2 separate regions of the Zea mays genome follow, and region 2 is linked to region 1. A link is a contact called in public Hi-C data. All regions are on one chromosome and are shown on one strand. Each heading gives the region's core, a stretch centred on a gene start, on an enhancer-like site or on the middle of the called end of the contact. The rest is flanking DNA. Distances are from core to core; before and after follow the strand shown.

Region 1 (5,661 bases), core at 902-3,401:
AAAGTTAGGCATGTGGGACGGGGATGCCCCAGTGTATGCTACTAAATTTTCACAAGAAACCTGAGATGGTAAAAAAAAAAGGTATACTAAGGGCATGTTTGGATTCCAGGAGCTAAAGCAAAAATGATTATAGAGTTTAGTTACTTAGGAGCTAAATATCCAAACAGGAAGAGCTAAAAGTGACTAAATTGATACTTTTTTCACCACTATAATCAGTTTTAGTGCTTCCTATTTGGATCTTTAGCTCCTAAGAGCAGCTCCAGTAGTTATGTAAAATATATCTCCTTAAAATTGTATTTAGCAAGTTTGTAAACAGCTATTGGGCGTTCAAAAAAAATTTGTGGATCTCCAACAGTTGCTATTATTTAGGTAGTTAATCTGTTTGAAAAATCAAATTGGTGGGTCATTTGGATACCATGCAACACGACTGCCGTACAAAACAGGAAGAGTCAAAGGCATGTGTGACATACGAAGCAGCAGGAACAGGGAAAGATTGCCACGAGTGAGAAAATGGCGTCAGTTTTTTTTCGTGACTTGCTACATGATTATCAAATGTAGGGAGGAAATAGGGTTACATGAGAAGTGACTAAATTTATGAAGTCAATTTAGAGAGCTGTTGGAGAGAGGTTTTTGTGCTAACTATCTAAATTCTTGATTTAGAGAGTCATTTAGAGAACTACTGGAGTTGCTCTAAGTAACTAAACTTTAGTCACTTTTGTTTTAGCTCCTGGGATCCAAACAGCCCCTAAATAAATAAGACATGACAATAAACATGGTCGGTCCACTGGACAGTTAGTTATTATTACTATAAAATGAGTACAATGAACCAAAAGAATACATCTAGTGATAACATGATGATGAAACTACCCCATGGGCCAGAAAAAGTTTTACGACTCTTTATAAGGGAATAAGAAATAAATAAACAGTAAGCATACTTGACATGAAATTAGTTTCCGACACAGGTATAGGAAGCCCTATAAATAGTAATGGGACAGAAACAGAAAATATGTTCCCACAGAGACAGTAACAGAAAATGTGCAGAGAGCCAGAGAAAGCCTGTTTATTAATGAACCGGAATCGTTGTCAATGGAATTGCTCAAACTAGCTGCACTCAAGCTTTATCCAATTCCTTCCCTGGGTAGGTGTGCGTGCAGCAGGAACATGACGGTGATCACAGAATATAACCCTGAACGTGGAGTGGAAGCTGTTCCAACATCAACGCCGATTCAGCCGGCTGTAGATAATGAGTCAAAAGGGAAACCAACAGGACCTAGATTTTGCTATAGTTTGTTTTGTTATGTTCTTTTCGGAAGTCAAGCTTGGCGAATGCCGTAAAAGTTCGGGAGTCCATTGCAGAAGACAGGAAAATATCCTGTGCAATCACTTATATTGGTGCAAGCGTGCAATCAAGCGGTTTGGTGCATCTAATCTAGATCTAATGATGACTGTTATTTTATATTTAACCCCTTCCACCTAAAACATAGTACCTATTTTACTTTTAACCTCTTCCATATGAAACCGTTGGATCTAGATTGGATGCTCTGGATAGTTTGATTGCACGTTTGCACCAAAATGAGTGATTGCACAGGATATGTCCTCGCAGAAGACAGAGAGCACAAAGGCTACGGCGTTACAGCGCGCGGCCTAGGCGGCAGCGAACCCTACGCGCAGCAGGCGTGGCTGTAGAGCAGAGCAGGGTTGGTCCGGCTGGCGAGGCGACAAGCAGAACGGAAGAGCGAGAGGGCAGAGCGGAAGAGGCATCAGAGGAGTGTACTCACGGGCGAGGCCGCGGAGAGGCCGGTCATGCGCCAGAACATGGCGGCGGATCCCGCACAGATCTAGGGCTGGTCAGGGTAGAGCGAAGCGGCGGCGGCGGAGTCCGGGCTCACCGCGATCGGCGGGGTGGGGCGCGCGCGGGCGGGCAGAGTTTGCGGCGGTGGACCGGGCAGTGGGATAGGCAGGCGGGCCCGTGCGAGAGAGAGAGAGAGAGAGAGGGGGGGGGGGGGGGGGGGGGGGGGGGGGGGGGGGGGGGGGGGGGGGGGGGGGGGGGGGGGGGGGGGGGGGGGGGGGGAGCGCCAAAGCCCTCGGCTCAGACAGAGAGAGAGGAGAGGGAGGAAGAGCCTGCCGCAGTGCCGCCTGCGCAGCGCTGTGGACTCGCAGCGGCAGGTTCAAATCGATCAAACTAGGGGCTGGGCTGCAGGCTGCTGCCTGCTGGAGGTGCTACTATGAAATGGACAGGGGATGGACTATGCCTCATGGACAGGGTTGGGCCACTATCTCAACTCTCCTACCACAAGACAAGACGGCCGTCTCATTCAGCACATCCCTTTGTTACTGGCTCACGCCGACCCACCTATCAGTTAGGACCATCACAGGATTCACCACTAATTTTAACATTAAGCATTAATAATAAAGAAAAGAAACTGGCACAGCTCAAACAAACAAATCACGATAGGATATAGCATAGGATAGACTGCAGCCACGGCCGAACACTTTGATCGTGCGAGCCGCGGAGGCTACAGCTCAGGGAACAAGTTACTACTTGCTTACAAGCAACGCTTCCATGTTCCATCTACACTAGTGAAGCCTCGTCAGCTCTTCCACCCTCTTGGACAGCTCCTCCACGGGGACGCCCATCGCCTTGGACACCTCCTCCATCTTGCTCCGGCTAAGGTCAAGGAAAGACTCGATCAGGTCACCGTCGAGGAAGTTCCGAGCCTCCGCCGTCTTCTTGTCGTTATGGAAGGACCGCCATTGCTCGTGGCTCAGGTTTCCGACGCCCTTTATGTACTTCACAAGGGTCGACTGGAGCTTCTCCAGGAAGATGTATTGGTCGTGCGGGAGGGAGGCAATAATGCCAATCACCCCGTTTATTGTGCCAAAGATGACCGTAGGGATCTGCCCTATATCCGAGTCTGGAAGGCGCATCACCAGTGAACCGTGGCGGAATCTGTTCACAAACTCCCCAAGGTGGTACTCTCCCACCACCTCAAGCCTGGCCCTTTCGTCATCTGTCGCCGCATCGCTGTTCTTGCGCACCGTGAATAGGTTATAGCTATTCTCCGCCCCAACGTAGACTTCATCATCAAGCATCTCAACTGCAGTCATCCAGTTTGCATTGTAATCCCTAGCACGCTCTTCAATCGCGCTTTCCTCATGCTGCCCAAAAATACACAATAGCAATCAGCCCAACCAACAATTAGGGACTGACACAAAAAAGAAAAATACAAATAATAAGATCGCCAACAGTTAAAAAAGACTCACCTTATACACCAGCAAGGATATTGATTTCATCAGATCGCCAACCACAATGAAGTCACCACGTGTTTGAGTATACAAGGCAAGTATGTGCCCATGGTGGCCACACTCAGACTGCAGCTCATGTGAACCATCCTCGCGTGACATCCACTTATACAATTGAATCTTCTGGTTGATAGCAGCCAACAATTTCCCATTGAATGCATTCAGCGAATAAACTGCTCCTTTGGTTTCTTTCTCCACGATCAATTGCAAGCTTCCATCTTCAACTGCAAATACAAGAATCCGGCCCTACAAGATGTGCCAACACATAAGCATTTTGTGCACGAGAAATAGACAAGGTTCACAGAGAAATAAACTACAAGCAGTAAATTGGACAAGTATTAAAAGGGAGTTAACCAGTATTTTAGCGTATTAAAAGGGAACTGACTAGTATTAGTGAAACATCATGCTTTCAGATAAACTACCTTCGTCGGTTCATTTTCTTCAGGTATAACATATGCAGTTCCCACACAGTAATAAACATTACTATCATCCGCAAACGAACAGCTAATGATGGAGCAGCCACATTCATATTGATCTAGAGGATATACACACAGGGACTCAAACGTCTGATGATCTAGCAGACGTATTAAATGAGTCTCACTTTCCTCCACACTCTGGTTGTACTTGAAACTGCAAAATGCTAGTGTCCTTGATTGCTCCTGGTGACAAATGCGACGTGCTTGTTCATTAAGGGGGATTGTGCGGATATGAAGCTTCTGTATATCATCGATAGTTCCAATTGAAAGTTCACCCTCTTTAGCAATTGCAAGACTGTGACATTAGAAAAAAGATGGGGTGAACTAGAGCAAACTTACGACAGTGGTATCATTTTCAAACCATAACTCCACAAAGACTGGACCAGTGACACAAATGAAGTACAAGCTCAGAGCATCAAGTAGAATGCAAGTTGCAACTAGCAACAATCAAAAAATTAAACGATGACATCAAAAGACATAAATAGTAGGCTACAAAAGATTTCTTTCCCCTAATTTGACTGCTAATGATAAGATTTATAAGTACATAAGAATTAAAAGGAGGTTTCTTCACAGTCAAGAAATCAAGGTCTACCAACACCATTACCTTGAGACTAAAAGGCTTTGTTGGTGCCGTTGTATTATTTTTAGTAAGGCAAGTTTCATCAGACTGTACAAGCTTATTAAAAAAAAGTTGCTACTGCTGTATAAAAACTTACTACTCGACTTTTTAATGAACCACACAATACATGAACTGCACAAAGATAAGATGGTTGTGCAAAATGGCTTGTGAAAACAATTCAAACAAATTGATATATCATCCCAATTCCCAAGTACATACAGGAGGTACTCAAAGACTAAGTAATTCCATTGCAACAAATCTAGAGAGGGAACAAACCTGTCTGGAAAAGCGGCTGTATTGAAAGGGCACATATGATTAACCTCTTTCAAATTGACATTGCTGTAGAGAAGCTTCTTATTGCTGCTATAGATGACAGTTGGCCTATCTGACGAAGCGAACACGTGGGTGGTACCCTTTGATGAGAAGGTACGAAGGCTGATGGGTTGGGTCCCGAGGGTAACCTTCTTTCTATCAGTCAGTTCACCTGTACTTGCATTCAGTAGAAAACTGAACAAATTACCATCCCCAAGAGCACAAAGCAAATACGAAACCTGAAACGAAAGAAATAAGATGTATATGTTACTTGAAGTAGCCATTCTTATTTTTTATGGAACTTAGAAAAGCGAGTTCAAGAGCATACCCCCTCCAAGGTGCACAGCAGAACAGACCGAGGAACAATTTCTCCACCCAAATTTTCCTTCCTTATCAATTCAAGATCTGGAAGCGAAAATATTCTAACACTTATATCTGTCCACATCCCAACAGCAGCTAGGGAACTATATTGTGGATTCTCCCCAATTGGGTTCAAATCAAGACAAGAAATCTCATGTTCTAGCTGAGCATGCTTCACTTCAACAAGTTTAGCATCCCTAATTTCCAGGTAAACAAGATGGCCACCACCGGTTGCCAACAGAACCTGCAACACATGTGCAATTAAACAACAGTATGAGAAAATAAATAGCTTTGGCATCCAATCGTTAAAATCCATTTGTACTTAGAACATTCAAGAAAAATGTCTGGACTAATGGTTGTTGATGGTAAAAAAGTCCCCCCGCCTGCCAGTTTTTTCAATTACGATTTATTTCCCGGTTTGAAGTTTTGAACATAGCAATCAGTTGAGCACAATTTCTTGAGACATAATGAGAAGTTATTGGTTAATTCAATAAAGATTCTTGTGAGTATCAGCATAAGTGCATACCAAGTTAGCAACCAAATACTGGCCCTCAGAAGAAAAAAAAAAGTGGGTCAGCATTCTATAGATTC
Region 2 (5,762 bases), core at 863-3,362, 620 kb after region 1:
GCAGCCCCACGAGCAGCGCGTCCGGTATGGGTCCCGAGAGCTGGTTGCGCGAGAGCGCGAGGTGCTCGAGCTCGGGCAGCGCCCCCGTGGCGAGCTCCGGCGGGACGGCGCCCGACAGCAGGTTGCCCTGGAGGTAGAGCGCGCGGAGGCGCGGGAGAGCGAGGACGTCGGGCGGGACGGGCCCCGCGAGGCGGTTGTCACGCAGCGACAGGACCTGGAGGTTCTGGAGGCCGGAGAGGGTGCCGGTAGGGACGGCGCCGACGAGGCCCACCCCGGGGAGGTGGAGCTCGGTCACCGTGGCGTTGGCGGGGGAGTCGCAGCGGACGCCCGTCCAATAGCACGTGGGGAGGGATGCGTTCCATTGCAGCGGCCGCTCGTGCGGCGTTCCGGATAGGAAGGCACGTAGCGCCGACCGCTCCCGCTCCGGCGGGTCTGCGCCCGCGGTGGCCGCTAGGGAGAGGGTCAACGCCAGCAGCAGCAGCAGCAGCAGCGCGGGCGCGCGGCTGTCCATTTGGAATGGTGTGTGAGTGGGAGTGGCACGCTGCTGCGGTCCTACTCCTACGGCCTACGGGGTGGACACTGGCGCGCTGGAAGACGTAGACGAGGCATTGCTAGCTTGTGCTTGAACCGGGCGGCCGGTCATCAGAGCAGAGGAACAGTCTGGTGTGGATTTATGTAGGCGGCGGCGGTGCCGGGCGCTGGACGGCTGGAGGGAGCACAGCACGTGGGCGTAACCAATTGGACGTAGTACTCTCTGCTTGGTCAGCCGTGGGTCGGAAGCAATGGATCGATGCCCCGGCCCGGCGTGTCGCGCGCGTCGTTTGTGATGTGAGACGGCGGTCAGCCAGTGCCATGTCAAGTACCCTACCCTAGGTTATACACATGCAATCTCAACAGAGGGAGGGAGCAGGAACGCCCTGCCAATCGCGGCCTCTGTACGGTAATCCGTAGCCAATCGTGCGTACCAGCCGTGACTTGGGTCGGAAGCAATAGATGGATGCCCCGGCCCCGCGTCTGCCAAAACAAACAAACAAACGGACAAATTTGCAGCGGAGAGGGAGGGGAGACGAGACGACTAGGGATGGCAACGGGGAATTCTCCGTCGGGTTTTAGCTCCCCAAACCCGTCCCCGCGACAAAAAAAATTCCCCGCGGGGATCCCCACGAACACTTGCGGGGGACATTTCTTCCCCATCCCCGTTCCCCGCGGGGATAAATCTCTGTCGGGGATCCCCATCCCCGCTTAAATTATAATTAAATCGTACTTCATTTGTTATTAATGTAAAATATTATCACTTATACACATTGTTAAATGTAAAATTCATTATGTGCACATTAAAATCAATGTATTTGTACAACGGGTGATCTTTGGACAAGGTAATTCTTTACTTTTATCATTAACTATTACATGAAAACATTGTCACATGTAAGTTTAACGGGTCCCCGCGGGGAACGGGGATGGGGAATGCTTCCCCATCCCCGTCCCCGTTTACCCGTCGGGGGAGAACTTTTCCCCATTTACATCCCCGTGGGGAAAGAAGCTTCCCCATCCCCATCCCCTAATAGAGGAATTCCCCGCGGGGAATCGGGGATCGGGTCCCTATTGCCATCTCTAGAGACGACTGGCGGATGCGACGTGCACCGTGCACCGGCAGGCAGTGGTCGCCGGCCGGAGACAGCAGCACTGCGGTGCACGTGCACCCGGTATTTGTACATGCCACCTGTCACGGCCACATCTTGTGTCATTCTCAAGGGAAGAGTCGGGACCGGATGACGGGTGGACCATCTCACTCTGATTGATTCCTGGCCCTGGGTGGGTGGGTGACCTCAACCTACGCGCCCCCTTCTCGCTTTCAGCAAGTATCCATGCTATACCTCCCCCTGCTGAAACAAAACACAAAGTAGTAACATAAAGATGCATGGTATACCTTCTCTGGTTGGTGTTCATGTCCAATCACTGAAACACCACCTGGCTGGCATGCTCCACGGTCGAATGCTAATCCATCCCAACGCAGCAGTGCAACGCATGTCGAGTTGTCGACACAAGGCCTGGGCATCCTCGTGGCATCTGGATCACCAGTGAAATCGAACAAGCTAGCTTCCAGGCCGGCCTGCTACAGGCCCAGTCGAAAACTTACAGGAGCCGAACCAAACGGCCACGGCCACGGACAGTGTTGCCTTCTCCTCCCCCTTCTCCTTCTCCCGTCCACTCAGCGTGCCTGACTGCCCGTGCGCGCCCTCGCTCAGTCGCTCTCGCGCGCGGCGACAACTGAGCCACCGCCGACGGTCCAACTCTTCGTCGGACCCTTTGCCGGCGACGAGCACCCACCAGGTAACCCCTCACTCTCTTCCCTCGCTGCTGTGTGGAACCGAGCTCCCGAACCCTAACTCAAGCCCTTTCACCATTTCAATTCGGATCTGATGTAATTACAAGCGTATACTAGCACAACTCTGATTTTTTTTCGCAAATATTACTGGGTGTACATGTATACGCCCATGTCCTTTACTTGTTCCGATTCTGTTTTTTTTTTTTTTGGTGTCTACTTGTTACTGACTTGCCATGCTCTTTTGCAGGGGTTTCATGGTAGCGTGACCTGTCTCGGCCTAGAAAATGTATATAAAGAAGGCAAGATGTTCTGCCCTGGGTACAATTTGGTGATATTTTTCTCCCCATGTAAGCTTGTTGGCTTATTGGCCATCTGTCTGGTTCAGGTCGTAATCGAAGGGTTTAAGAGCTACAAGGAGGAGATATCAACAGAGCCCTTCAGTCCCAAAGTTAACGTAGTTGGTAAACCCCCTCTTCTGCTCCCTCGCTCACAGATATTACTGTACTCATAGGGTTCTGTTCTGCTTCCTAACTGCTGCTCAGATAATTTAACACCGCTTGTGCGGCAACCTCCGCCTATATCAGGCCTGCAACTGCAATAGATAAATCCTTACCTAGTGGGTCAATCACAAAGCTTTATTAGTGATCAAGATCCGGTGCATCTTCAAGGTTCAGTTTCCTTTATTTGCTAAATTGGGTTATTTGTTTTGTTTTGGAAAATTAGCATAGTCATAGCTTATGTATGCATGCATTGTACCAGAATTCAGAAAACCACGACCTTGAAACAGTTACGGTTAAGTCCGTGTAACTCTTTTGTGTGCTTGCTGTTTGTTTGCTCTAGCTCTATAGTGATCTTCTAGTTTTTCTGCCAAACTCACTGCAAGTACTACAGGGCAATTACAACTTGGATGCATACTTTTCTGCTCTTAATGAACTGACGATTATTTAATTGTTTGCCACAGTTGGTGCAAATGGATCTGGCAAATCAAATTTCTTTCATGGTAATCTTAAACATGTGGTACAGTACTGCTATATTATTATTTGCATCTGCTCTTATGCGAGAACATCCTCTTGATTTGCTTATGCTTATTGCTCCAGCTATACGATTTGTCCTGAGTGACATGTTTCAGAACCTGCGAAGTGAAGATAGGGGTGCCCTTCTCCATGTATGCCTCCTCTAAGCAATCTAGATAGTTGGAATAGATGGCTGGTCCGCTGGTGTTTGATATACCCTACTGTAATAACCATTCCAGGAAGGTGCTGGACACTCGGTTGTATCTGCTTTTGTTGAGATAGTGTTTGACAATTCAGACAATCGTATTCCAGTAAGTCCTCTAACCTATTCAGATTTTAGTTTACTTATTCCAGTCTATCTTCTAGAGTCTCAGGTTGCATATTTTGTTGAAAAATAGCAAACCTAGATCTCTTATGGTAGGCACTCATATAATTATCAGCTCCGTGCTGGTTCATGTTTGAAAGCTGACAGCATCACTCCAGTTCTTAACGTGTTTCAGTGACGCCTGCGTGATGGTCTGATGGTTGCCTTTTGCATTGGCACAATAATGTACATGCTCCTTGTTCTCCTGGCTGTGAATGAAAATACACTTTGTTGCAGGTTGATAAAGAAGAGGTACGCTTGCGCAGGACAATTGCTTCAAAGAAGGATGAATACTACTTGGATGGGAAGCATGTCAGGCATGTTATTGTATGCCCTAAACCAGCTCAGCAATGTTATACCTTGTCCCTTGCTCAGGCCTATCTTTTATTCTTACCATGTCCAGTAAAACTGAAGTCATGAATCTGCTAGAGAGTGCTGGTTTCTCTCGTTCTAATCCATACTACGTTGTGCAGCAAGGAAAGGTAACAATTACTTACCAGTTACCTGTTCATGTCTTCAATCTGATCTGATATTACATGGCCACATTTGTCATCTGTAGATTGCATCCCTTACCTTGATGAAAGATTCTGAACGACTGGATCTTCTCAAAGAGATTGGTGGTACACGTGTTTATGAGGATAGACGGAAGGAGAGCTTGAAAATAATGACCGAAACAGGTAGTTCGAAACTTTGAATTAACACAATTCTTTATATATATTATCAAATATCAAAGTGACATGTTGAGATGACAATTCCTTACGAGAAGCCAACAAAAGGAAGCAGATTGATCAAGTTGTCCACTACTTAGAGGAAAGACTGAGAGAACTCGATGAAGAGAAAGAAGAACTAAAGAAGTACCAGCAGCTGGACAAACAGAGAAGATCACTTGAGTATACTATATTGGACCATGAGCTTAATGACGCAAGGAATGAATTAGCTTCGGTAAGGCTCTACCATTTCTGTTACACATGTTTACATTTTTGGATATTTTTGTGCCTCACAGTTGAAACAACCTGACTAAAAAATGAATGAAGGCTTTGGGATTGAGTTTGATGAACAAACCATTAATTGATTATTTCTTGGGTAGTCTCATACCATGATGGAAAGACCATAGTTTTCTAGAGAGCGTAGAAGGACTAGGATTTGAAATGCTTGTTTCATCGCCTTCTACAACTGATGCTTAAAGTGTATTGTTCCTATTGGGCCTAGGCTTTGTATCCAACCCACTATGGCCCTACAGTATTATCTACACACATTTCTTAGGAATACTATTTTAGTTTTTCTCCTCCAATATGGTATCAGACGCCTCCTAACCATAGTCGTCGAGTGTTACCTTGCTGCTCTGCCACACCAATACACCATGGCTGGCCGCCAGCCGCCGCCTACACCTGGCGCGGCCTTCCCCCTCCCCGACACTGCCTTTCCCCCTCTCTCCTCTTCTTGGTCCTCCACCCCATGGCTGGCCACTGCGGGGGCCTAGATGCCTGCCTTGACCTCCGCTCCCGCCTCTGCTATAGCTCTGCCTACCGTCAGCCTTCTCTCCACCGCCTCTCCTCCACACTACGCCGCTGCCCCCGCGCGGCGGGCCTGGCCCTGGTCCTCATCGTCGGGGGCTTGCCTGCTTCTCTGGCATTTTGCATGGTCGCGGCTGCCCCCCTTTTTTTGGCGCCATGGTTGTGCCCCCCTTTCTCCCTAGAATCGTGGCTGCAGCTTCATCTGCCCTGGACGCCACCCAAACTCTCCCTAGTGCCATGGCCGCTGCCCCGACCCTTCTTGGTGTGGCCTCGTCGTCTTCTGGTGCCACTGTCATTGCATCCGTCGTTCCCGATCCAACTGGCATCGTCACTGCGACAGAGACTGGTCTGCCCTTCCCAGGCACCTTCGTTGGTCGTGCCCCTCGTGACGAGGTGGTCGTGGCCCACTCCACCCTTGTTGCTGCTCTGACGCGGCCAAATCTACCGTCGCTAACACGCGAAAGCGTGAGCGGGCTGCGGCTCTCGTCTGAGTGCATGAGCGCGCTTCTGCGGATGCACTTGCCCGACAGCTCGCGAAAGTTGAG

The links. A called contact is a pair of places that touch in the nucleus more often than the background predicts.
Region 2: a contact with region 1 is called in a Hi-C map of leaf, with 6 times the contacts expected there. The contact joins the promoter of LOC103630807 here to the promoter of LOC100217253 in region 1. A contact is called at or near these places in 3 of 25 Hi-C or Micro-C datasets (ear, leaf and tassel).

Annotation. Positions count from the first base shown.
Region 1 is chr6:178,889,086-178,894,746 of Zm-B73-REFERENCE-NAM-5.0, forward strand. LOC100217253 reads right to left here and starts at 2,152. Exons shown (of 18, transcript NM_001401848.1): 1 at 1,779-2,152. The coding sequence starts at 1,817. It overlaps LOC100279448, which reads right to left. Exons shown (of 19, transcript NM_001329507.1): 15 at 5,039-5,314; 16 at 4,675-4,949; 17 at 3,726-4,074; 18 at 3,265-3,549; 19 at 2,393-3,159. The coding sequence ends at 2,578.
Region 2 is chr6:179,508,227-179,513,988 of Zm-B73-REFERENCE-NAM-5.0, forward strand. LOC103630807 (structural maintenance of chromosomes protein 3) reads left to right here and starts at 2,113. Exons shown (of 30, transcript NM_001350802.1): 1 at 2,113-2,331; 2 at 2,574-2,625; 3 at 2,712-2,787; 4 at 3,288-3,326; 5 at 3,424-3,491; 6 at 3,579-3,650; 7 at 3,941-4,020; 8 at 4,107-4,185; 9 at 4,263-4,380; 10 at 4,470-4,645. The coding sequence starts at 2,611. LOC109939192 (probable inactive receptor kinase At2g26730) reads right to left here and starts at 1,538. Exons shown (of 2, transcript XM_008649438.4): 1 at 1-1,538. The coding sequence starts at 511.